Regions from separate parts of the Sus scrofa genome. Here region 1 is linked to region 2. A link is a contact called in public HiChIP or PLAC-seq data. All regions are on one chromosome and are shown on one strand. Each heading gives the region's core, a stretch centred on a gene start, on an enhancer-like site or on the middle of the called end of the contact. The rest is flanking DNA. Distances are from core to core; before and after follow the strand shown.

The links. HiChIP or PLAC-seq counts read pairs in DNA pulled down with a chosen protein or histone mark.
Region 1: an H3K27ac HiChIP or PLAC-seq map of alveolar macrophages shows a contact between it and region 2. The contact joins two enhancer-like sites. A contact is called at or near these places in 3 of 47 Hi-C or Micro-C datasets (embryonic fibroblasts, liver and skeletal muscle) and 2 of 2 datasets of contacts at active chromatin or transcription factors (alveolar macrophages and skeletal muscle).

Annotation. Positions count from the first base shown.
Region 1 is chr10:47,789,111-47,796,046 of Sscrofa11.1, forward strand. All of the region lies in intron 2 of FRMD4A (FERM domain-containing protein 4A), which reads left to right. Among named protein-coding and RNA genes, the nearest start is that of PRPF18, 330 kb to the right of the region's middle. Within about 2 kb of position 3,106, at least 4 of the 83 cell types and tissues checked have an H3K27ac peak or open chromatin away from gene starts, as enhancers often do. A contact at or near this core is called in alveolar macrophages, where this site is marked.
Region 2 is chr10:47,712,272-47,719,702 of Sscrofa11.1, forward strand. The region is part of intron 2 of FRMD4A (FERM domain-containing protein 4A); the gene reads left to right. Among named protein-coding and RNA genes, the nearest start is that of FRMD4A, 330 kb to the left of the region's middle. Within about 2 kb of position 6,155, at least 25 of the 83 cell types and tissues checked have an H3K27ac peak or open chromatin away from gene starts, as enhancers often do. A contact at or near this core is called in alveolar macrophages, where this site is marked.

The DNA of each region.
Region 1 (6,936 bases), core at 1,856-4,355, 74 kb after region 2:
CTTATGCTTGCATGTCCATAATAATTAATTACCCTGTATTTTAAAGAAGCCCCTGAGAACATCTGAAACCTTTTGGATTAACGAATTCCTATTTATTGTGAATTCTCTCTCTCTCCCCTTCTCTCCCCCTCTCCTTTTCTCTCTCCCTCTCCCCATCCCCCTCCCTCCCTTCCTTCCCACCCACATCCCCCCTCCACCCGTCTCTGTCTCCATAACAAAGCAATCTACCTTTTGGAACAACAGGGATGCATCTTGAGGAACTTATGCTAAGTGAGTTAGTCAGGCAGAGAAAGGCAAATACTATACAATATCCCTTATACGTGGAATCTTAAAAGGCTGAACGCCTAGGAATAGAAATAGTAGGATAGTGATTACCAGTGGCTGGGGGATGGGAGGCCTGGGGAAATGTTTTTTTAAGGGCACAGACTTGCCCCAAGTAGAGCAATCAGCCCCGGGAAGCTAATGCACAGCACAGTGATGAGAGTCAACAACGCTCTCCATAACCTCCCAACTGGCCAAGAGACTAGATCTGCTCTTTATTCTCGCCGCAAAAAGAGAAATAAGTATGTGATGTGGGAGCAATGTGCCAGGGGAGTCAAATTGCAAACTACGAATGTATCAGATCAGCACCTTGTATATTATAAATTCACACCACATTACATGTCAGTAAAAAGTAACAGAGTCTAGGATCTGGTGTTGAAACTAAGAGCTCAGGTCACTGCTATGGCTCAGTGACCAATCTGACTAGTATCCATGAGGATGCGGGTTCAATCCCTGGCCTGGGAACTACCACATGCCTCAGGCATGGTCCAAAAAACACTAATAAGAACAAAAGTCTAGAGCAAATAAGGCAAAGTATTCAATTTTTTTTTCTTCTATTTAGGAGTGCACCCATGGCATATGGAGGTTCCCAGGCTAGGGGTCAAATCAGAGCTATAGCTGCCAGCCTACACAATAGCCACAGCTATGTGGAATCCAAGCTGCATTAGCAACCTACACCACAGCTCATGGCAATGCCGGATACTTAACCCACTGAGCAAGGCCAGGGATTGAGCCCACATCCTCATGGATGCTAGTCAGATTAGTTTCTGCTAAGCCGTGATGGGACCACCAAAATATTCAATCTTAATGGTAGTTATTCAAGAGTCTATTTTCTGTACTTTTCTGAATGCTTATGTTTCATCATTTAACATACTTTTTAAAGAGGAACATCAAAATTTAACAAGAGAAATTCCCGCTGTGGTGAAATGGGATCAGCACGTTTCTGGAGAGCTGGGACACAGGTTCGATCCCCAGCCTGGCACCGTAGCTAAGGATCTGGTGTTGCCACAGCTGCAGCATAGGTTGCAGCTGAGGCTCAGATTGATCCCTGGCCTGGGACATCCATGTGTCTTGGGGCAGCCAAAAATGAAAAAAAAAAAAAATTTAACAAGAAAAGAATTTTAAGTACTGTTGTATGATGAGGAACTCGGTGTAGTGGGAAGGAACTTGGGCGTGTATAAATATTTGATCTATAGCAGCCCTACGTAGATACTGGTAGGGAAGAGTATTGGTGAGCAGTGCTCAGGACCGAGTGGGAAAAGCTATGTCTATTTTCATTCTGAATGTCCCACAGATTCACTGGGAACCTCTGGGCAGGCCAGGAACTCCTCATTGCCCATCTCTGCATCTGTCAGGCAGAGGGGCTTACACAAGCTTTTGGGCCTCAGGGTGCTGCTATGAACAACGCATTAGAGCACAGCCATGCAGGCACTGTAAGTGTCCTGGGACTGAAAGTTGGGGCATCTTGTTTTGTCTAATCTGGGACCCACCTTGGATTTCCCACTGAACTGGAGATTGAAGTTCAGGCTCCCTTTCTGGTTCTCGCTACGGACTTTTTCGTACATAAAAAGGAACTGAATTTAGACTCTCAGGATGTGGAAGAAAACCTTGGGGAAGGGGGCTCTGCCCCACATTCATCACTGCCATTGCTGACCTGCTGAGGGTTCTAGGGCTCCCAGGGTCTGAGCGGCTGCAAGGACCCAGAAGTTCACATGTGGGTGTGGCTACGCTGCACACCACGTCCCAGAATGACGTCCAGTGACACTTCAGGGGTTCGCCGTGACTGGTCATCATTCCCATCTATTTAAAGCAAACAATGTGCCCTCGTGGCTGAATGAAGTTGTGGGTTTCCTCAATGGACCCAAATTCCCTCTTAAGTTTAGTCACAGAGGATCAGGAAGAACACTCCTGGCAAGGATGGGGCCCTGCAGAAGAAAGGGATGGAATGCAGGATGCTATTATGTATGACCAGGATATTTCCTATGATTTATTTACAGGACGTACCTCACTTGGGATCTCATTAAAGCTCACAATAGTTAGGTCCAGGACCTAAACCAAATAACATCTAACACAGTGGGCAGGGGGCATTGTATAGAGACAAAAGCTGCCAGATATCAAGCCCTCCGTTGATGCCGAAAATGCAAATAAGAATATTAGTAGTGTATGTTTTATTAAACATGTGCTGTGTGCCAAAAACGCTCTCTACATTATGCAATGCAATCCTCATAGCAACTCTGCGAGTAGGAAACTGAGGCTGAAAGAAGTGTAGACCTCATTAGCCTAAGGTCATTAGTACCACTAGTACAACAGCTAGTATGTGGTTGACATGTAATTCAAACCCAGGCAGCCTAGTGCCATAGCCTGCACTCCTAACTTCTTTGCTATGTCTCTTGGCGCCTTGGGGCAGGAAAATGGGTCCTATTCTGGTTTCAGCCTGTCATGGAGACAGATAAGGAAAGTCCTGCCTGAAGAGTCAGATTGACCTGTTCAAAGCTGTACAGGGACAAGCAACAGAATCATAGAGGTGGCTGTGCTCACCACTAGGGTTATGGCAAAAACAGAATCCTCAGATAACTGCTGCGACAGTAGGTACCAGAGGTTATGCCAGCCTAGCCAACAGGGGGCAGTGATGAGCCAACTATGACATCATTGACTTGAGACCACCTCCAGGTGAGCAGAACTCTGCTTGGGTGGGGATGATTTCGATGCCCAGAGGCAGCCAGGGACAGTGATCAGCAAACACATCACCTCGATGCCTATTCTCTTTGGTGTTTCCTGTTTTCCATTGCTTCCAGGAACTCCCTCCCCCTCCATCCGTTCCACCAGAAACCAACTCTGAGACTTCTCACTGTGAGCCCTTGATCCACCAACTTCTGCTTTTGCTCAAAGTTAAGCCGCAGGGAGTTCCCGCTGTGGCACAGTGGGTTAAGAATCTGACTGCAGGAGTTCCTGTCGTGGTGCGGTGGAAACGAATCTGACTAGGAACCATGAGATTGCCCGTTCAATCCCTGTCCTCGCTTAGTGATTTAAGGATCTGGTGTTGCCATGAGCTGTGGTGTAGGTCGCAGACTCGGCTGGTTTCTGGCATTGCTGTGGCTGTGGCATAGGCCAATGGCTGTAGCTCCGATTGGACCCCTAGCCTGGGAACCTCCATATGCTGCGGGTGTGGCCCAAAAAAAAAAAAAAAAAAAGAATCTGACTGCAGCAGCACCTTGGGTCCCTGCCAAGGTTCCAGTTTGATCCCCAGCCCAATACAGTGGGTTAAGGATCTGGTGTTGCCACCGTTGCAGCATAGGTCATAGCTGTAGCTTGGATTCCATCCCTGGCCCCGGGAACTTTCATATGCCTTGGGTGCAGACATTAAAAAAAAAAAAAAAAAAAAAAAAAAAAAAGTTAAGCCTCAGTGGAAAGAACACATTTTGAGGAGCTGAGTATAGACTCGGATTCAAATCTGCCTCTTTCTGGGTGTGGACTTGTAGCAAGTTACTTAACATTTCTTAGCCTCAATTTCTGGATCTCTACAATGGAAATTAGTAATACCTACTGTGCAGTGTTGCTGCAAGACTTAGATGATTCACATAATGTGCCTGGTGCCACACAATAAATAATAGCCATTATTATTGTCATAATTATTATTATTAATCATTATTAGATGCCAGTTTAGGTTGTACCCATTTCCGAGGGAATTTTCTTTTTAAAGAGCACAGGAGGAGTTCCCGTCATGGTGCAGTGGTTAATGAATCCGACTAGGAACCATGAGGTTGCGGGTTCTATCCCTGGCCTTGCTCAGTGGGTTAAGGATCCGGCGTTGCCATGAGCTGCGGTATAGGTTGCAGACGTGGCTCAAATCCTGCGTTGCTATGGCTCTGGCATAGGCCAGTGGCTATAGCTCTGATTAGACCCCTAGCCTGGGAATCTCCATATGCCGTGGCAGCAGCCCTAGAAAAGGCAAAAAGACAAAAAAAAAAAAAAAAAAAAAAAAAAAAAAGCACAGGAGGCATTCTTTGCACATTCTAAAGATATTTTCCTTTCTCTCTATTTTCTGTCCCATCTTCTATTGAAAACTCAAGACCAAAATTGTCCCCAAGCATCCTCACCTCTGCTTAGGATCACCTATTCATTGATTGTTTGATTGATTGATTGATTGATTGATGGTTTTTAGGGCCACACTCAAGGTATATGGAAGTTCCCAGGCTGGGGGTTGAATTGGAGCTACAGCTGCTGGCCTACGCCACAGCCACAGCAGTGCCAGATCTGAGTTGCATCTGTAACCTACACTACAGCAACGCCGGATCCCCGACCCACTGAGCGAGTCCATAGATTGAACCTGCATCCTCATGGATCCTAGTCAGGTTCCTTAACTGCTGAGCCACAAAGGGAACTCCCAGGATCCGCTATTCAGACCACAGTGTTTATTTGCTTTGTTTGGAATTTTTGAGACATCGAAAAAGGCAGTGACATCCAAGAAAAGACCTGCAAAGATCTTCCCAAGACCCTCTTGGAGAAGATCATAAAACATAAAATATAAACCAGAGCCAACATCAAAACAATTCAGAATTTACTAACTAGAGACAAAAGGGGAGATGGAGAGACCTCTATGTCAAGATAGAAAATACACCTGCTGGGTTATTAAATGTCTTTGTCAGGCCTCCACACACACTTTTCGAAATCTTCAGAAAGCAGTGCAGGTATATTCCATACGACTGGCAGTGCATGCATCACTTGTCCAGCCCTAGCTCCTTTATTGCTTCAGATCGACTATAATTTAGGCCGCCTTCATTAAAACAATTGTATGGAATTGCATATAAACATCCATCCAGTGCTGTTTCCGACCATCACAGACGCTTCTTTGTTTTTTATTAGCTGGATGGATTTCACTCTAAAAATCTATTGGCTAATGATCACAATGCTTGGCCAAAAGGAAGTGATAAAGCAAGATGAAATACACAGTTTACAGATGAACAAACTGTGAGGACTTTGACTAATGAAAAACACAACAAAGCGCTGCCGTGAGTCCTCCCTTTGAGGAAACCCTGAGTGAGGCATACAGACAAGTGCAGAAATGGTTACCCTAAAGTGCTGCAGGGAGGGATTGGGAGCTTGGGGTCAACGGATGCAAACTACTGCTCATGGAATAGATTTGCAATGACATCCTGCTGTGTTGCACTGAGAACTATGTCTAGATACTTACAACACAGCATGACAATGGGAGAAAAAATTATGTACACTTGTATGTGTAACTGGGTCCCCATGCTGTACAGTGGGAAAAAAAAAAGTGTGTTGGGGAAATAACAATAAAAAATAAATTAAAAAAAAAGAAAGAAAAAAATAGAAAGTGCTGCAAACAGCAGAGATGTGCACGGGCTGTCTTAGAGCAGGAGAGAGTTGACAGATGTAGGCAACAGGTCGGGGACCACTTCGGATTCTGTTCCCTCCCATGTCCCAGCCCCCACCAGTGGCTACTGATGAATATATCTGAGGATCTTTGGCTTTATCCCGGATACAAGAGAGGGTTTTTTTTTTGGGGGGGGGGTTTAAAGAATGGAACAACATGATCATATTTCATTTTTGATAGGAAGGCAACCAGTTGTGAAGGGTTTCCATCAGAATTAAATTCTTTTGTTTTGTTTTGTTTTACATGTACACATTGTTTTTCTCACATTATCATGCTCCAAGAATTAAAATCTGAAAAGCAGGAGTTCCCATCGTGGCTCAGTGGTTAACGAAGTTGACTAGCATCCATGAGGACATGGGTTGATCCCTGGCCTCAATCAGTGGGTTAAGGATCGGGTGTTGCTGTGAGCTGTGGTGTAGGCTGGAAGCTGCAGCTCTGATTCAGCCCCTAGCCTGGGAACTTCCAGATGCCATGGGTGTGGCCTTAAAAAGAATTTTTTAAAAAATGTTTAAAAGCACAATTCTACAGGCAAGAATATTTATTCCTTCATTTATTTCATTCTTTAGTGAATATTTATTGAACGTTTGCTGTGTGCCAGGGACTGTCCTAGGCTCAAGAGAGTCAGCAAAAAACAAAACAGACAACAGACATAAATCCCTGCTCTTCTGGGAAGTACAGATAATGAGCAAAGCACATGAGTAAATACATTGTATAGTCTGTTAGAAGGTGATAAGGGCAAAAGAGAAAAATAAGCCAGGGAAGGGATGAGAAAGAAGGACAGGAGGGCCAGTGGGAAGGGTTGCTGTTTTTACAAAAGATTGTCATAGATCATTACAAGTTTGGCACTTGAAGAATTGAGTGATGTCTCTGAAAAATAAAGAAAACTTACTTTTGAGTTCCCATGGCGGCTCAGTGGGTTACAAACCTGAGGATGTGGGTTCGATCCCTGGCCTTGCTCAGTGCGTTAAGGAACCTGCATTGCCATGAGCTGCGGTGTAGGTCGCAGACAGGCTCGGATCCCATGTTGGTGTGGCCGTGGTGTAGGCCAGCAGCTGCAGCTCCAATCCGACTCCTACCCTGGGAACTAACTTCCATATGCCCCAGGTATGGTCCTAAAAAACAAATACAAAAACAAAACAAACAAAAAAGTTGCTTTGATATATCTCTACTTAAAAAACAAACAAACAAACAAAAAAAAACCCAGAAAGATCTCTCTAAGA
Region 2 (7,431 bases), core at 4,905-7,404:
TAACCTGCTGAGCAAGACCAGGGATTGAACCTGAGTCCTCATGGATATTAGTTGGATTCATTACTGCTGAGGCACAATGGGAACTCCCTGGGATGTTTTTTTAAGAATAGCGGTACTACCTCCCTCCCCCAGACCCATAACATTGGAATCCCTAGGGGCAGGGCCCTGGTAAAAACATTCCATAAAAGCTTCCTGGCCAATTCTAATGGGCCAGCCAGGGTTAGCAACCAGTGGTTCATGGGAAAGGAGGGGCCAGGTCAGCATGCATCACTAACTTGGCTGAAATGCTGATGCCTGGGAAGAAGGGGCCACAGTCAGTAGAGCAGGACCCAGGGAGACTCTGCAAACTTGACATTCCAGGCAACAGAGATGATCAAAGCCACTGGTGGTGTCATTGCACCGGGTGGCCACATTAGGGTTGGAGGAGTTTCATTTGGACCAGTTGGTGGTAACCTGTCAGACCCCACCTTGCTAGGCCTTCTCAGGTACAGGTGAGAAAGCTGCTGACACCCAGTTCTTAAATCAGCACAGGTCAAGTCTGGAGGCCAATCTGCACTCAGAGGAAAGGTCCACCAGCTCTGAAGCCTGGTACCCAATGGCTAAGGTTGCGCCAGAGACCCTCATATTCCCAGGTTATAGTTGTTTCCCCCTAAACCCAGGCTGAACCAGTGGGCTTATGCCCTTGACCCTGATCTGCCTCTGCTTTTCCATGGAGGCTGGAGCCTACTTGAGCCTCCCTCTTGCTAGCTCTGCTCTAGTGGGAGCTCTGCTTCAGATCAGAAATATTCCCAATCCCTGCCCGCATCTTTCCACATCCTGATGCTGAGCCCTACTCACACCCACCACGAGAAGCCAACCTTCATTCATAGTAACTTAAATGGGGGCCACAGCCTCAATCAGCCTGAGCCACTGACTTCCAAAACACCCTAGCCCCTGTGACCTGCTCAGAGGGCACCAGCCATCCTCAACTTCCTTTTCTTGCCCTTTGGCCCTCAGGGGAGGAACCAGCCCTCCTCATGGCTAAGACCCCATGGGAGACAATGAGCAGAGTGGTCCCTGCTGAAAGTCCAGGAGGATGAAAATGTGAGGGTCACGCAAAGTGCACCCTGAGCTGGGCTTCAGAGCTGGACTCTGGTTTCAGCCCGGGAGTGAAAATGAAAATCAAGCAGACGTAGTAAAGGTGAGGCTGGTGCATGTGAAGAATGGCAGGTTCACCTGGGGACCACCAGAGCAGGACCTGTTCAGGTAAACAAGTCCTAGAGGTCAGCAGCTGTGTGTCTGTCTATAGGGAAGGTCCAAGTCTGTCTCAGGAGCAGCCCAGGAATAGGACAGAACAGAAGCAGTAGGAGAAAAAGATTACTACCAATGGTATGTCAGTTTCTTTAAAAATTAAACTGAATCACCATGTAATCCAGCAGTTCCATTTCTGAAGTTGAAATGAAAGCAAAGACTCCAAGAGATATTTGTACACCCATGTGCATAGCAGCATGATTTTTATTTATTTTATTGCAGTATAATTAATGTACAATGTTGTGTTCGTGTCAGGTGTATAGCAAAGTGATTGTTACACACACACACATATTGTTTCAGATTTTTTTCCATTATTGGTTTTTAAAAGATATTATGTATCTGTGCTATATAGTAGGTCCTTGTTTATTTTATATATCGTAGTGTGTATACATGCTAATTCCGAACACCTAATTTATCTCTCACCACCCTCACCCCACCATACTCTTTGGTAACTGTAAATTCGTGTTCTACGTCTGTGAGTCTATTTCTGTTTTGTAAATAAGTTTGTTTATATCATTTTTGTAGATTCCCCATATAATGATATCATATGATATTTGTCTGACTTACTTCACTTAGTAGGATAATCTCTAGGTCCATCCATGTTGCTGCAAATGGCATTGGTTTATTCCTTTTTAGGGCTGAGTAATACTTCATTGCATATATGTACCACATCTTCTTAATCCATCCCTCTGTTGATGGACACTTAGGTTGTTTCCATGTCATAGCAGTATTATTCACAGAGAAGTATTAGCGAATACTTGAAGAAATAGTAGTCTCTGCCTTTTGGTGGAAGAAATCCCAGTGTCTATCAACAGACGAAGGGAGAAACAAAATGTGGTCTACACATACGATGGGATATTATTCAGTCTTAAAAAGGAAGCAGATTCGAACACAGGCTACAACATGGATGAACCTTGAAAACATGATGCTAAATGAAATAAGCCCGGTCACAAAAGAACAAATACTGCGAAATTCCACTTGCATGAGGTGCCTGGAGTAGGCAGATTCCTACCGGCCGAAAGTAGAATAGTGGTTACCAGGGCCTGAGGAGGGTGTACGATGGGTACCGAATTTCAGTTTTTCATTCTAAAGATGAATTGTAGAGACAGGTGCACAACAGTGTGAATGTATTAATACCATCAAACTATGCAATTAAAAATGGTCACAGTGGTAAATTTTCTGCTTGTGTGTATTGTACCACTTTTTGGAGGGAAAAAAAAATCAGTTTCTGAAACCCAGAGAGTTGGAGAGTGGAAACCCAACAGGTAAAGTCTTCCATGCTTCCCAAGGGACATGAGGAAGGGGTTCACATCCTGGTTTGGGCTCTGAAGACACGGTCAGTTTCATGAAATCGCTGCCTCATGGGCAGCTCTGTTTTTCGCATTTCAAAATCCAACCCATGTTTAGAGTTTTGGTGGAGGCGGTGGGGTGTTCCCTGGAGAGACTGCCTCGGGCTGCTTAATTGTGGTCAAACTCATGAAGGATATGTCAGCCTGCCCGTTACCGGTGCTTAATTAAGGAGAAGCCTGCTCCCAGCTGTGGTACAATGAGGCCGGGGTCCTGGCTTTATTAAGAGACCCAAACAGAAGGCATTTTGTTTTTAAGTGTCTCCTCGTAGCCACATCTTAAATCATCACCTTTGTTTCTGCATCAGGGGGAAAATAACCAATCCCCCAGTCCAGTTTCCTCCCTCTCTCATGGAAATTTACCTCAAATTATACCACATAGAGACTTCTTTTGAAAAAAAAGAAAAGCGTTCATTTTATTCTGTCTTTCATGACAAATAAAACCGTAAAGTCTCAGCTAATTTTCCTTGTAGATCTTCAAATGCTTTCGTGGCCTGAGTGAGTGTGATTCTATCTTTTTCTCTTGAATCGTTAAAAGATGTTGAATTTCTTCCCATCACCTCTTTCCCTGGCCCTCTTGCCTCTCCAATTTTAGAGTTTCCAGTTGAGGAAAAGGACCGCTTGCAAATTCAGAGACACAGTGAGACTTTGGTTAAATAGATGCTTCACTTATAAGGGCCACTGTGCCTCTGTCTGAAGTTGAGAAGACAGAGAAGAGGTCTAAATAAAGGGAATTTTACATTGAACTGTAGGTGATTGACAATGTTTCAGGTGTACAGCAAAGTTACTCATATATATATATATATATATATATATATATATATATATATATTCTTTTTCAGATTCTTTTCCATTATAGGTTATTATAAGAAATTGAATATAGTTCCCTGGGCTATACAGTAGGTCCTTGTTGTTTATCTATGTTATGTATAGTAGTGTGTATCTATTAATCCCAAATCTGTAATTCACCCCTCTCCCCCTTTCCCCTTTGGTAATAAATAAAGAAAACTTTAGACGGCTGATATCAATACCTGCTGGAGCCTTACTTCCTCCTCACCTGTACACTTGTACTTTGGTGGGTCCCAGATCACCTGCTTCCACCTGCAGGTCATTGCGCCCTGCTGAGAACTTGACCACTGCGCTGGCGAGAAGAATGTGAAAACTTCTGGCACAGGCAGGTGGAGCAGGGTCTGGCCTGACATGCTTTCCCTCTAGCCTTATGCCCAGCTGTGAATTACCTGGCTTGCCCTTCCGTATATCTTTTGGTCTGTTTGCTCTCAGTCCATCTAGTTTCCAGCCACCTGGTTAACCTGAACTCTAAATTCATTATTCACAGATACTTGGATTGCCTGCTTGGCACTCATTGATTCACCTCGACCTTTAAACTCTGGATGTCTGTGAGCACTGTCCTGATTTCCCAAACATGATTTGCCTGACTCTCCACCCCCCATGTAGTTCTTGGTTTTCCAAGCTCTGTTGCTAAATCCTAAGCCACCTCTACTATCCTTGGTCAGCCAGGGGTGCAGAACAGACCGTGCTACCCATAATCAGGCTAATTTGAATGGTTTCAAAAAAGCCATACTCCAAATAATATTTTTATCCACAAGAGATCTTAATGAGAAAGTGCAGTATTAAATTCTTCAGCGGTAGTCTAGGCAACTCACTCCATTAATAAGCTTATCCTAAAACAGGCCTAATTTTGTATCTATCAAGGGATTTTGCTTCTTGGCTTGCTTTGAATTTGCAATACAAACATCCAGTTCATGAACTAATTCAATCCCCTTGACCAACTCGACTGGAGAACTCATGGTTGCTTTTTGTTTTTATATGTTTTGGGGTTTTCTGTCATTGTTATGGATATTGTTTCATGAGAGGACTTTTGTTAATTCCGAAAAAATGGGATAGATAGAAGTGAATAGATGTGTTGGAATACAGTCTCTGGAACCAGGCAGCGCTGTGGCTGGTTGGAGTCCAGACTTCTGGACTAGGTGATACTAAGGATACAAAGCCCCAGTGTGGACAATGTAGTGGTCAGGAGATTGTCTCCAGCTGGGTCCTTCAGATGGCAAATGTCCTTTATCTCTCTGCTTTCTCTTTCCCCTTGAGAAAAGCATTCTAAGAAAGCACGGGGAAAACACAGCTAGAGAGTGGCTTCCCAAAGTCATTATCTCACCAAAATTGCATCTGACCTACAAAAGTGGCATTGACCCCACCTCCATTAGCAAGGCCATTCCACCCCCATTCATCAAGCCTCCAGCATTGTCACTGTCATCCTGTGTCATGTCTCCACTACTTAAGGGGATGTAGGGCAGACCCTGTGTGCCTGCTTTTTGAGAAACGAAAGCAAGAATAACAGAAACTCCCATTATGGAGCTTAAGCTACTTCAGGGTAGATTTTATAAAGGCACACCACCCAAGAGCAGCAGGAAAAGCCACAGCCTACACTCTTATATAAAATACACATTTTCATTCATTCTTTGTCATTACATTTCTATTAAGCTCAAGACACTAAGGATTTTTTTTTAATAGGGTTCACTAAATTCTTTAGAATTTTGGAGAGGAGACTTTACTAGAAATGAGTACTACATTTTAAAAAAACCCTCTAATCTATTATAAGCAGCATAATATTATAAAGAATGCCATGCCTGCAGTTTGGGCAAGGGTCAAAAGGAACCTACGATTAAAAGTAAATGTTTTCGGAGTTCCTGTGTGGCTCAGTGGGTTAAGGATCCATCGTTGTCACTGCAGGGGCTCAGGTAGCTGCTGTGGTGTGGGAGTCAATCCCTGGTCTGGGAACTTCCACGTGCAAAGAAAAAAAAAAGAAGGTAATTTTTTTTCCTGATTTACCCCTTACCAATTCTACCTGCCTTCTTTTATGTCTGAAGGAGAAACACTGACTGCCTCCTCCCTGAGTTATCCTCAAACCTCTTCACAGCTTCGAGACACACATTTTCTACCATCTTCCCAGTTCCCGCTGAAAGGGAAAGTTCTCTCTCAGCAGCTCTCCTCTGAGCAGTAACTCATCTTAATCTCCCTCTGCGAGAAGCAAGGGGAGATGGTTCTCAAGCAACCAACAGACCCTCTCCCCAACTTTACAGCCTCACCTCCCACAGACCCTGGACCATTACCCTTCCAAGTGCTTCTAATCCCTAAACAAAACAAGGCAGCTATTTTGTCACAGAAGGCTGTGATTACATCAACACAGGCCTGCAAAAATAACTGCTCAAAAATCATCCATGGAAACCAAATAACAAGAGATTAAGAAAGAGAGGCTCGGGGGTGGGGGGTGGTGCAGTGAGGTCTTCTCTTCAAGGTCTGGACTGATTTTTTTTTTTTTTTTTTTCCAAACGGCTCTGCTTTTCTTTCTACTGGGACCTGGCATGTATATGAGAACTGACTTTCGTAACTCGGGTAATTGATAGGATGACATCACTTTTATGGCCTTAGGAGCCCTTTATAATCGTTTGTAGAACTTGGGGGAGAGATTTCTAAACATAGCTCTTGGCGTGCAGCTCTGAAGCACTTAAGCCAGAGGGCAGTCCCTGCCTCTCTGCTACTTTCCCAGGGACTCAAAATATTTTTATGTACACAGCGAGCATTTTTTAAAAAATTGTTCTCCTGCCCCCAAATGATCACAGCTCACTCCCTAGCATTTCTATCCGCGGGTCTCTTGGGTTCCCAGGTTGAGGAAGGATGACGCACAGATGACGCTCTGTCAGTGCTGGGACATTTTCCAGACCCAAATATGGGATTCAGTGTGTTCGTGAGTAGTTCTGAAATGCCTCAGGATTTGCATAGACTGTTTGGGTTTTGCCTGTCGCCCACTCATTTCACCATACCAGTGCTAGTTCTAACTATCCTTTTCCCAAAGAGCTGGCAGTGGGATTATAAAGTGACGCATGGGAGCTTCCAAAAAGTGTTTAGACTTTTGTCCAAGATGGTGGGCGTGGGAGTGTCAGAAGCAGAAGGGAGAAGGAGGCGAGGGGAAATTCTGGGACCTTCTGCACTCTCTGCTTCTGTTTCCCCAGAGTCTGTCTGCATGCTGGGGGCCAAGTCAAAAAAGACAGAAGGCCAGCCATCGTCCTGCTGGCTGTTTCACCCCACCCTACCCAAAGTCTATGTGCTAGAATTCAATCAGGAGAGCAGAATTGCTACCACCTCTTACTCACTAGGATGGCTATAATCAAAAGGACAGACCTTAACAAGATTGGCAAAGATGTGGAGAAATTAAAACGTTCATGCACTGCTGGTGGGAAAGTAAAAATGGTGCAGCAGCTATGGAAGACAGCCTGGCTGTTCTTCAAAAGGTTAAACATGGAATTAACCTATGATCCAGCAATGCTACTCCTAGGCTGCTCTCCAAAAGAGATGAAAAACATACATCCAAACACAAATCAATACGTGAATGTCCATAGCAGCCTTCTTCATAATAGCCCCAAAGTATAAACCACCCAAATGCCCACCAATGGCTGAATGTGTTATCTCTACACGATGAAATTTTCTTCAGCTGGAAAAAGCAATGAAGTGCTGATGTGTGTGCTGTAACATGATGAACCTTGAAAACAGGATGCTCAGTAAAAGTGTCACAAAGATCACATTTAGATTAAATGTCCAGAACAGGCAAGTCTATAGAATCAGGGCTTGTGGCAGTCTAGGGGATGGAGGGAGAGAAATGAGAAGCAGTAGTGCCAGCTAATAAATATGTGGTTTCATTTGGGGTTGATGAAAATGTTCTAAAATTAGGTTGTGGTGATGGTTGAACAATCCAGTGAGTACACTAAAATCCACTGAATTG